Linked DNA regions of Mus musculus: regions 2, 3 and 4 are each linked to region 1. A link is a contact called in public ChIA-PET and promoter capture Hi-C data. All regions are on one chromosome and are shown on one strand. The core of a region is the stretch at or near the end of the contact, and the rest is flanking DNA. Distances in the headings are between cores, read along the strand shown.

What was found. Promoter capture Hi-C pulls out the DNA fragments that hold promoters and counts their contacts. ChIA-PET counts read pairs in DNA pulled down with a chosen protein or histone mark.
Region 2: a promoter capture Hi-C map of liver shows a contact between it and region 1, with 2.7 times the contacts expected there. The contact joins the enhancer-like site here to the promoter of Dnal1 in region 1. A contact is called at or near these places in 15 of 39 promoter capture datasets (the 3T3-L1 cell line, 3T3-L1-derived adipocytes, the HPC-7 cell line and 10 more), 5 of 115 datasets of contacts at active chromatin or transcription factors (embryonic stem cells, memory CD8 T cells, pancreatic cancer cells and 2 more) and 1 of 9 other capture datasets (pancreatic islet).
Region 3: a promoter capture Hi-C map of neural stem cells shows a contact between it and region 1. The contact joins the promoter of Riox1 here to the promoter of Dnal1 in region 1. A contact is called at or near these places in 21 of 39 promoter capture datasets (the 3T3-L1 cell line, 3T3-L1-derived adipocytes, the C10 cell line and 12 more), 7 of 115 datasets of contacts at active chromatin or transcription factors (bone marrow-derived macrophages, effector CD8 T cells, embryonic stem cells and 3 more) and 4 of 9 other capture datasets (adipose tissue, liver, macrophages and 1 more).
Region 4: a contact with region 1 is called in an RNA polymerase II ChIA-PET map of effector CD8 T cells, with 13 read pairs. The contact joins the enhancer-like site here to the promoter of Dnal1 in region 1. A contact is called at or near these places in 13 of 39 promoter capture datasets (the 3T3-L1 cell line, the C10 cell line, the HPC-7 cell line and 7 more), 1 of 484 Hi-C or Micro-C datasets (bone marrow-derived macrophages), 5 of 115 datasets of contacts at active chromatin or transcription factors (double positive thymocytes, effector CD8 T cells, embryonic stem cells and 2 more) and 3 of 9 other capture datasets (adipose tissue, liver and pancreatic islet).

Annotation. Positions count from the first base shown.
Region 1 is chr12:84,112,971-84,115,772 of GRCm38.p6, forward strand. It overlaps Dnal1 (dynein, axonemal, light chain 1), which reads left to right and starts at 1,358. Exons shown (of 8, transcript NM_028821.3): 1 at 1,358-1,429. The coding sequence starts at 1,427.
Region 2 is chr12:83,923,948-83,926,749 of GRCm38.p6, forward strand. The region is part of intron 1 of Gm31386 (a long non-coding RNA gene); the gene reads left to right. Among named protein-coding and RNA genes, the nearest start is that of Gm31386, 3.5 kb to the left of the region's middle. Within about 2 kb of position 1,379, at least 16 of the 459 cell types and tissues checked have an H3K27ac peak or open chromatin away from gene starts, as enhancers often do. A contact at or near this core is called in liver, where this site is marked.
Region 3 is chr12:83,949,263-83,952,064 of GRCm38.p6, forward strand. It overlaps Riox1 (ribosomal oxygenase 1), which reads left to right and starts at 1,346. Exons shown (of 1, transcript NM_023633.3): 1 at 1,346-2,802. The coding sequence starts at 1,430. The region is part of intron 16 of Heatr4 (HEAT repeat containing 4); the gene reads right to left.
Region 4 is chr12:84,241,968-84,244,769 of GRCm38.p6, forward strand. No RefSeq gene overlaps it. Among named protein-coding and RNA genes, the nearest start is that of Mideas, 24 kb to the left of the region's middle. Within about 2 kb of position 1,329, at least 120 of the 459 cell types and tissues checked have an H3K27ac peak or open chromatin away from gene starts, as enhancers often do. A contact at or near this core is called in the HPC-7 cell line, bone marrow-derived macrophages, double positive thymocytes and 4 more, where this site is marked.

The DNA of each region.
Region 1 (2,802 bases), core at 108-2,607:
TACCAATACCTTTTGGTTGGGTAATAGCCTCAGGTCATGAGGCTGTACTGGAAAATAGCCCTTGACCATAAAGAATGTCTTAGCCCCAGCCTGACCTTTCAGATTCACTTGCAGAAACAGTAAGTCCTGGTATAGAAAACACAGCACACGCCCTGCTCCCAGTATAATGGCCAAAAAAAAAAAAAGCTGTAACTTCCTGGTGGCTACCTATATTCTACACATGTCCTTTAATTGAGCTCAACCTTCATCCCAGGCAGAAGTTGGGGTCCTTTTTGGATCCCAAAAAGCATTCTTACCCTGTTGAGATCAAGTCTGTTTACTTCTCTGCCTCGTTTTTTTTTTCTTACACTTTTCATGTGAATAAATGTATTTCTACAATATTTTAATAGAACCACTATTCCATTTGTATGCTTAGTATTACTAACCAATTCTCTTTTGTTGACATTTGTGTTTTCTTTTTCCTATAAAAGCTTTAAACGTGTGTGCTGAGGGAGGCTCCATATGTACTTCATATGTTGACTGTTCCTCGGGATGAAGGCTGAGAACTTCTGGCTTGGTCACAAAGATGCAGAAGTTTTAACTGTTCTTAAATTCGTATCGCCAACAGCCTTCCAAGACAGACCATCAATTGCTCAAAGCAGTTTATTTGTGAAGCTCTATTCTCCATGTCCCTAGCAACTCTATTTAAAAACATACATCTAATACACACACACACACACACACACACACACACACACACACACACACACAACACTCCGGAGGCAGAGACATCCAGAGTTCCAGGACAGCCAGGGCTACATAGGAAACCTCGTCTTAGAAAAAAACAAACAAACAAAAAAATGTGACTGGTTTTTTTTTTTTTTTTTTTTTTTTTTTAATCTGACTTCTTAGGGAAGGAAAAAAATATCTTGGTTGCAAAATAATCAACACTTTGTAATACTTTAAGCGTGTTTCGGGCACCTGAGTTCTCCTTGGAGGCTCTAGAATAAGGAAATGAGAAGTTCCTAGTTTAATTCTGGATATACTGAGCAAGACCGTCTGCCTAAATTACCTTTCTCGTCATTTTTCCAGGGAAGGACTTTTTAAAAAAGTTCTTTTATATCAGAAATGCAAATGTTATCAGGAGGTCTGAAAGTTGCGAGTTTAAGGCAATATTGGCTTTGGGAAAGTACATCAACTACTTGCGTGGGTAGTTGAGGGCTCATCTTCACCTCTGCACCAGCTCAGCAGAGAGGTTGGAGGACCGGGGGGGGGGGGGGGGGGGGGGGGGGCGCCAGCCGTCCCACAATGCTCCGCTAGCGCCACCCAAAAGGCGGAGAGAAAGGACCGCTGCCAGTGCAGGCAAGAGGATTGCTCCAGAGGCGCGCCTGCGCACTGACCCCGGCGGGCCCTAGCAACCAGAGCAGTGACGGTAGCAACCGCCGGAATGGTGAGTACCCTCCAGGCCTCGCAGCCAAACCCGAAAGGAGATTAAGAGTGGAAAAAGGGGTTGCTGTGGGGTGCGGAGGGTGGTGGGGTCCTGGCACCGCGGGTAGGGGGAGGAAGGCAATGCTGGCTTCCCAGAGCCGCAGGCCCAAGGCCGGAGCTGCCGGGGCGGGGGCGGGGGGTGGTCTGCGGAGAGGGAGGCCGGAGGCTGACAGGAAGTTAGGTTAAAGCTGGAGGGACTCTGACAGAAGACAAGGCAAGACAGCTGGGAATTCTCGGGAGAGTGGATTGGAAGGGGAAAGGTGATAGGATGGGCGCTGTGATAAAGAGATCTCTTTGTATAACCGTGATTTTAACTCTCCTCCCCCTCTGGTGGGATGGAGGGGTCGGGGCTGGTTACAGAGATCTCCAGCTGCAGCCGAGTTAGCTGTGCCCAGTTGTCCTCGGAGAGAAAGTGAGTCCTGCTCTTAGGAGACCCTGTTCAAACTCTCTCTCTGATGGATTTATCAGGCCAGTGTCCCTCCAGTTCCAACATGACTAAATATGAGCTTCATTGGATTGCAGATTTTTTGTTGTTGTTGTTGTTGTTTATAATACGACAGGGGGTTCCGGAATGTGTGGTTTCAACCATGCACCCCAAATAACTCTGAAATTGGGGAGCATCTCGCCACACTTTGAGAAACGCTGCTGGCTTAGGTTTGTTGTCTACCAGCAAGCAGTCTTCACAGAGTTGTCATGAAACAACAGTTTTAACTAATGATGCTTGTCGCCATGGAAAACGTACCTCTTTTGCTTACATACTTGATATTTCAAGCTATACGTTTGAACACGATTTCAGATCCAACCCAGCCAGAATTATTTAGCGAAGTATAAGGTTGACTTGCTGACTGGAGATGTTGAATATTTGGGGTCACTTGTTGAGTGGTTTGCCTAGCATGCATGGAGCTATAGATTCAATCCCGAGCACCACGTATGTATCTAGCAGAGTGGTACATACCTTCTTATCCCAAGTACTCAGAAGGTGGAGGCAGGAGGATCCGAAGTTCAAGGTCATTCTCTGTGTGAGATGAATAAGACACTGTCTCAGGGTGTGTGTTTGGGAGGGGGATAGGCGTGTAACTCAGTACTGAAACTAGTAAAGCACTTTGCTAGCATGTAGGAGACCCTAGATTGGATTGACAACAATGCACAAGAAAAGAAAATCAGAAACAAAAAACTGTGTAATTAGTAATTATGAGAGTGTGTGCCTCTGTGTGTGTGTGTGAGTGTGTGTGTGTGTGTGTGTGTGTGTGTGTGTGTGTGTTTCCAGTGCTATATCAATGCACAGAAATTAAGCCTAAGGTGTTAGGATAATGAAGAAGTCATGTTCCCTCATAC
Region 2 (2,802 bases), core at 129-2,628, 190 kb before region 1:
CAGAAGGCAATTAATGTCCTAGCAGATCGGAAACAATAGCGTCATAGGAGGGCATGGCCATTATTATGGTGCTCTGGATAATAATGGCCCTTGCACAGCCACAGTGATGAGGTGCCATACAGAACATAGAATTAGGGCAGTCTCGAGAAGGGGACTCGACCACTAAGTTTAGGAACTCAGACTGCTATCACAAAAGTTGGTGAATAATTGCCACAAAGGTCAGCCACTCATTATCTCAACCACTAAAAACAAGCTTTTGTCCTGGGTCGCTCCTACCCATCTACTTCCCAAGGTTCCCCTTTGTAAAATAAGAGGAAAATTAAAATAAATGTGTACAACCAGCAGGAAGAAGAAAAGTTGAAAGAAGGAAGGCTTTAAGATGCACACTTAGAACTAACCAAGGGTGTTGGGTTAACAAAACTGCTCGAAGTCTTTGGTTTTATCCACATGGGGTTAGCCTGCTACCATTGCCCCTTGCTTCGCCTCCCTGCTCTGTGTACTTCTCCAGCACTCCCAGCCCCCCACAGGGCCTCTTAGAAATCAAGAGCCCTGGAGCCTGCTTGTCTGCAGCTCTGTGTTTGGTATGGCTGCCTGTGGAGGTTGCTGTAGATGCTATCTGTTCAGAACCTCTTGATTCAGACCATGATGGCAGGTATGCTAGCGGCAAATGTGACTCTAATGTGACTCAAATGTGACTCTACCAACTGAGTGCAAAATGGGGGACTCACTGTGGTACCCTGATATCTGAGGGGTACAGTAGAAGCCCAGGCCTTCATGGGCTCTAAGGCATTTCCTCTCTACCTTCTTCTTACAGAGCAACATTCAACACTCAAGTCTCCGTTCATTTCTTTTTCTTTTTCTTTTGTTTAGTTTTGGGTTTTGTTTTGTTGTTGTTGTTTTTGATTGTTTGTTTGGTTGGGTTTTTTTTTTGTTGTTGTTTTGGGCATTTTTTTTTTTTTTTTTTTGCTTTTGGTTTTTATTTTATTTATTTGCTTGTTTGTTTGCTTGCTTTTTGGTCTAAAGAGCCAAATCCCACCTTCGATAAGCTCTATGTCTTGCCTGTGGAAGTCTTCAATCCTCCGATCCCCCTTTTCTAGACACAATTCCAGTTCCAGATGGGCTAGAGAAGTAAGTTGCGGTGGGAGCAGACCAGGGCCAGAGTTACCTGCCGCCCCGCCAGCCACTGGAGGCAAGATTACTGATAAGAAGTAGTTAACAAGGTGGAAAGAGTTAGGAAGAAAAGAGGGGCTTGGGGAGGAGAAAGACCTGAGGAAAGAAGAAGAGAAAGCAAGAGAGAAGCCGCCATGAGAGACAGAAAACTGGTCTGGGAGCCCAGGAGAGCGCTGAGCCAGCCCTCCCCTCCGGAGGCTGCCCCCTCCCAGTGCTGCCTGTGGACTTTACACTGGCTTGCTTAAGTGCACTGATAGGTAAAGTGCAGTGTCTGCCACTCACTCGTTAAAGGAAAAAAGTGCCTGGGATGCATTCTATAAGGCTCTTGTTCCGTATCTTCTTGGGAAGCCTCCCCAAGTTCAAAGACTGCTGCTCTGGCAGCTGGTCAGAGCTGACAAAGGAAGGACAGATTTATGTAGCCAAGCCAAGGACATGTCTTCATAAAGGTGACCTCTGGCTGAACACAAGGCAAAAGATGATTTTACCATCCCAAGCAGAAGAACTTCTAATAGATGGAAGTGCCAAGCCGTTTTTCCCGTGCTGGAACTGAGCACTGTGGCTTCAAAGTTCAAGACTGGTTTGTGGATGAGAAGGCAAAGTGGGGGAGAGTGTGGAAGGGGCCGTTCTCATGGGCAGAGCTGTTTGCTTTTCTGTTCCAGATGCCTGGGATTTTTTTTTAAAGATGTATTTATTTTATGTATATGAGTACACTGTCACTCTCTTCAGACACACACCAGAAGAGGGCATCCGATCCCATTACAGATGGTTGTGAGCCACCATGAGGTTGCTGGGAATTGAACTCAGGACCTCTGGGAGAGCAGTCAGTGCTCTTAACCACTGAGCCATCTCTCCAGCCCCTGTGATTTTTTTTTTAATGCCATACCATGCCTTACTAGTAAATACTCATTTTCATCCTCAAGAAAAATGATGTGCTTATAGTGTGCTTATTTATAAAATGGGTAAGGTGTCAGCTCATAATGCTGCCATTGTGCTATTGAAAGGGGGCCCTAGTTACTATCACCAAATCTCTGGGCGGACCAGCTATTCTTCTACAGCAGGGAGTGGGCCAAGCAAAGTACTTAGCACCATTTAAAGGTTTGTCCATCCCTGTTTTACATGCGTGCAGAGAGTTTCCTGGAAACATGGCTATTTTCCAAAGATTGCTCAAGCAGAATGCCTTTGAGAACTCTCAAACCCCAGCCACATGGAGCCTTACAAGAGAGTAAATTTAAACTTGGACCCTTCTTGCTTTGTTTTGAGACCTGTTCTCACTATGTAGGCCAGACTGTCATAGTTTAATGGCAGTTTAATGACACTTCTCCCTTAGCTGCTTAAGTATTGGGACTGCAAGGTATGTACCACTTGAACTTATGCCCTCTTGAGCCTAACACTCACCCACACCATAGTCATTAATAATTTTGGTTCTGCCATTTACAAACTAACTGTACCTGTAGGAAAGTTCCAGTTGATTAATTAGGAAAGTTGCTAAATCTCCCTAAGCTTCAGTTTCTTGTTTACAAAATGAAATGTGTGTCTGGTATCTTTAGCTGTCTAACAAATCACCCTACAACTTACTAGCTTAAAACATTTATTACGTTTATTATTTTATAGTATCTCTGAGTTTGAAATCCT
Region 3 (2,802 bases), core at 96-2,595, 160 kb before region 1:
GGAGAAAGAAAAAACAAAGAGCAGTCCGGGAGCCCAGAGAACCAGATCAGTACTAAAATGCTGCAAGTATCAGGAAGATTCTGTCGGGAAGGTGCTAGATTAGCATAAAGGATTAAAATAGAGTAACCTGCTCAGTTGTTGTGCCCTTAAAGCTTTTTGAGTAAATATACTAGTCCAGTCTCAATTCTTTGGGAGTTAGCTGGGTTAAGAGGAAAACTGCAACACACTATGTAAAATAACACTAACACCTGTCAAGTTGACAATCGGTGTTAACCATCACAGGTTCCAATCAATTCATTTAAGCTACCTAACTCCCTGAGAAAGTATTGCCATCCTGCCCAATCAAGACCTATGTTCTGCCAGGCATGGTGGTACATACATATGTAAAATACACACACACACACACACACACACACACACACACACACACACACACACACACTCACAAGAATGCTTGCAGAAGCGGTGTCTGCGGGGGGCTAGAGATGATGGTTCAGTGGTTAAAGAGTGTTTACGACTCTATCCAAGGATCAGAGAGAGATTTCCACAAACTACTGTACTAAGAGATTTCTCTGGCCTCCTTGAGACATACACGTACGCATGCACAAACTTTTTAAAAAGTCAGAAGCTTGAAGAAGAGGAGGAGGAGGAGAAACAGCCTATTGCAATGTCATATTGAGAGGCAAGCCCAGGAGTTTGAGGTTAGAAAGGACTATGTAGCAATACACTGACAAAGTGGAGAAGTCCCTAACTTCCTTTTCAGAGGAAGAATATTAATTACAAGCGGCTCACCCTGTAACCTCAGCCTTCCCCGTGCATGAACCACCATACCTGGCAAGGCTTTGTAACTGAGGAGAGAGAGGAAAAAGAAGAGGAGAGGCTTAACAATGAAGTTTTCTGCAGTGAAGAGAGCCAGTAAGAGCTGTGCTTCATACAGAATATCAAACTTTGCCTTCATTCCATTCTACCAGGAAACTGCCTAGGAACAAAAATGCCTACCACAAAAATGAGAAAGCGGACTAAAACAGGAAGCCAGGCTCAGCGCTGCACACCTTTAATCCCAGCAATCGCGAGGCAGAGACAGAAATCTCTGTGAGTTCAAAGCCAACTTGGCTCACCTAATAAGTTCTAGGACTATATAGCTACGGCTTCTGTAGAAAGATTCTGTCCCAGAAAAGCAAAAAAGAGGAATGAAGTTGTTTTCTTTTGAAATGCCTCGTGCCTTCTTTTCTTACACGGAGTCTTTATCTGGTAGAGAATTTTGCCTTGCCAGTGCATACTACCGCGGTTTTAAAAGGTGACAAACCGGGCTAGCTGTAGGACCCAGGAAGACGGTAGGCTTGGCCTACCCAGGGAATGCCGAAGGACTCGCCCCCTTCCCAGAAAGCACCACGGCCGCGGAAGCGTGGGACCCGCCGGCCGCCCCGCTATGGACGAGCTACCGAATGGCAACGGTGCGGCGCTGCTGAAGCGCGGGCGGGGGAGGCGCCGGCGGCACCCGCAGTCGCAGCCCCGCGGCGCGTCGGTCTTGGCCCTGCCCTTGCGGCCCCGGAAGATCCGAAGGCACCGGAAAAGTGCGGCGGCGTCCCGCGTGGCCGCGCTGAGAGCTCGCGCGCTCCGGAGCGAGGACTCGGACTCGAAAGTGGCGGTGGCCTCGGTTCGGGGCAAGCGGAAGAGGCCGGCAGAGCTGCTGGAGGCCTCGCGGTCGGCGGAGCCGCGGCCGGTGTCAGCGCGCCCGAGGTCGGCTTCGGCGACGCTGCCGAGCCGCGTGGAGGGATGGGCTGCGCTCTCCCGGAACCTGGGGACGGCCGCTCCGCCGCCGCCGGGCTCGCACGCGGATGAGCCGGGGCGACCCCGGGCTTCGCCGCTGCAGCAGGTACTGACGGAGCTGAACGGCATCCCCAGCAGCCGGAGGCGCGCCGCCCGCCTCTTCGAGTGGCTCCTGGCGCCCCTGCCTCCGGACCACTTCTACCGGCGGCTGTGGGAGCGGGAGGCGGTGCTGGTGCGGCGGCAGGACCGCAGCTACTACGAGGGTCTCTTCTCCACCGCCGACCTGGACTCGATGCTGCGCTACGAGGACGTGCAATTCGGGCAGCATCTGGACGCCGCGCGCTACGTCGATGGACGGCGGGAGACCTTGAACCCGCCGGGCCGCGCGCTTCCCGCCGCCGCGTGGTCCTTGTACCGAGCCGGCTGCTCCTTGCGCCTCCTGTGCCCGCAAGCCTTCTCGCCCACCGTGTGGCAGTTTCTGGCCGTGCTCCAGGAGCAGTTTGGCAGCATGGCGGGCTCCAACGTCTACCTCACGCCCCCGGACTCGCAGGGCTTTGCTCCTCACTACGATGACATCGAGGCTTTCGTGTTGCAGCTGGAAGGTCGGAAACTCTGGCGCGTCTACCGACCGCGGGACCCGAGTGAGGAGTTGGCCCTGACATCTAGTCCCAACTTCAGCCAGGAGGACCTTGGTGAGCCTGTGCTGCAAACGGTACTGGAACCTGGAGACCTGCTCTATTTTCCTCGGGGCTTCATTCACCAAGCTGAATGTCAGGATGGAGTCCACTCCCTACACCTCACCTTGTCCACCTACCAGCGCAATACATGGGGTGACTTCCTGGAGGCTGTACTGCCTCTGGCAGTGCAAGCGGCCATAGAGGAGAACGTGGAGTTCCGCAGAGGCTTGCCCCGAGACTTCATGGATTACATGGGGGCCCAGCATTCCGACTCTAAGGATCCTAGAAGGACAGCTTTCATGGAAAAGGTGCGGGTCTTGGTTGCTCGCCTGGGACACTTTGCTCCTGTCGATGC
Region 4 (2,802 bases), core at 79-2,578, 130 kb after region 1:
AGCTTGTCAAAAGACCCTCACGCACAAAGACCACAGAGACTGCCGTCGTTGCAAAACGCATGAGGATTTTACTTATCCAACATGTTAGGGAACCCTCTCTCAGTACGCAGGCCAGAGGAGAGACACAGAACATAGAAAGAACACACTTTTTATACCTTGTAAGGGCCGGATATAGGCACCAGGGTAGTTTGGCTTATTTTAATTGGTGTAGCAAATAACCTTTTTAGACATTGGTCGGTTTGTATAGGGTGACTCTCATTTTGTGTGTCCTTATGGTTTTTAGTGTGAGGTGGGGCCGGGAAATTGTTAATTTTGTTTTTGACCGTTAAAACTATGTTTCTATATTTGTTTAGTCAGCCAGCCTTTTATCTGACTCTGTACTTGACCTGCTAGTACAGTTTGGAAAGTCCTTTTGAAGAGGGAAGGTACTGGGTAGTCTTGAATTTATTTTGGATATTACAAACCCAGGACCACCAGCCCAGGGATGGCAACACCTACAATGGGCTGGGTCCTTCTCTATAATCATTAATTAAGAGAATGCCATATAGGCCTGCCTACAACCTGATTTCTGGAGGCTTTTTCTCACTTGAGGTTCCTCTTCAAAATGCTTGTATCAGGTTGACAGGAAAACTAGTCAGCACAGGGATGGCATGGTATATGGCTGTCTTTGCCTGCTTAGAATGTTTTTAAGCAAGCTGACTTGGAAGCTGCGCTAGAGCTCCAAGATCTCCCAGGGTGGCGAGCATACTTCAGATCATGGTCACAGAGCTTCTGTTCATCTCTGCAACCTTACTTACCATGAGCCCATAGGGTAAGGGTTATGACATGGTTATGGTTATAATGTTATTTTGTTGCTACTTCATAGCAGTAATTTTGCTACTGTTACGAATCATAATGTAAATATCTGATATGCAGGATATTGGATATGTGACCCCCGTGCAAGGGGTTGTGATCCGCAGGTTGATAGTTGCAGCCATAGGGTAAAGACAATGGTTCTGTTTCTCGCTGCCTATTGAAGTAACTTCATATGTACCCGGGACACAAGTGAGGTGCAAATGAATTGGCCTTGGTAGGGCTGCCTTGGTCCTTTGCAGAGATGGTGGGTCCTCTGATACGTGTGACAAACGTAGTCATGAAATGTGTCACACACACACACACACACACACACACACACACACACACTGGAACATGCATTTTAGCCTTTGCCAATTTTGCCCACAAGGAGGGAATGTTTCAGACGGAGAAGCAAGTTCCCTGACGTAGATACATCAGAGTCACTTTCTCAGGTGTAGAGGCTCACTTCCCCCTGTGGAGGAAAGCCTGGGCCACTTCCTGTTTTCACTTGCAACTCAGCTCTGTGATGTCTCTAGTGTGGTGTGCCTCGTGATCTCTGACAGAGGCTGCAAAAAGACGTATGTCCCAGTTAAAGGACCATGTTGGAAAGAAACTCTGACAGAGTCAGGGGTAGCAGTGAAGGTGGCCAAGGTCCCTCTAGGGAGGACTGGCTCTTTGGGATGGTCTGAATTCTGTGCCACTCAAGATATAGGCAAATGGTGTTGTTGCCTTCATGCTGTTCCTCTATCAGGCAGGAAACACATAGAAGGAAGCTGAGAAAAAGGATACCCATGAGAACACTAGGCACCAGTACCCATGAGGACACTGGTCACCAGTACCCATGAGGACATTGGTCACCAGTACCCATGAGGACACTGGGCATCATTACCCCTGTGAACATTGGGCACCAGCACTCCTGAGAACACTGGGCATCAGTACACACGTGAACACTGAGCATCAGTACCCCTGAGTACACTGAGCATCAGTACCCCTGAGAACATTTGGGCATTAGGTTAAAGGATTTCCTCGTGCAATGGTGACACAGTAAGTTGTTTTAGCTCTTATATCTGGATGGCAGTGTCCCTTCGCATCCTCACCTTACTGGCTGTTGGCACATCTCATTGAACCTCTTAATAAAATGTTAGGGGCAGAGGAGTTAGAACAAAAACAGACTTAATCCCCTCTCATATAACCATATATATTACTCCCCTGGCATGGTTCTGATGGTCTGAGGAAGGCATGAAAACTATTCTTCTATAAAGACTGCAAGTGTGGGGAGGACAGGGTGAGGCTGCTCATGGACACTTGGTTCACAGTAGGTATGCTGTAAGGGGCATGGAGGAAAGAAAGAAGTGAGGATCTGCACACATGGACACATGGATTCTGTAATGTCTGTAGCCTTAGTTAGGATTTTACTGCTGTTCACAGACACCATGACCAAGGCAACTCTTATAAGGACAGCATTTAACTGGGGTTGGTTCACAGGTTCAGTCCATTATCATCAAGGCAGGAGTATAGCAGTACCTAGGCAGGCACAGGGTAGAAGGAGCTGAGAGTTCAACCATATTGTTCTGAAGGCAAACAGAAAACTGGCTTCCAGGCAGCTAGGACAAGGATATTAAAGCCCACACCCATAGTGACACACCTACTCCAACAAGGCCAAACTTCCAAATAGTGCCACTCCCTGGGGCAAGCATGTACAAACTAACCCATCTGTTAAAAACTACAAAAACTGGGCTAGTGGTGAGATGGTTCGGCAAGTAAAGGCCCTTGCTGACAAGCCTGAACTCAGAGATCTGCCTGCTTCTGCTTCCTGAGCACTGGGATTAAGGAATACAGTGGTTTTGTTTGTTTGGTTAGTTGTTTGGTTGGTGGTTTTGATTTTTCGAGGTAGGGTTTCTCTGTGTAACAACAGCACTGGCTGTCCTGGAACGCTCTTTGTAGACCAGGCTGGCCTCGAACTCACAG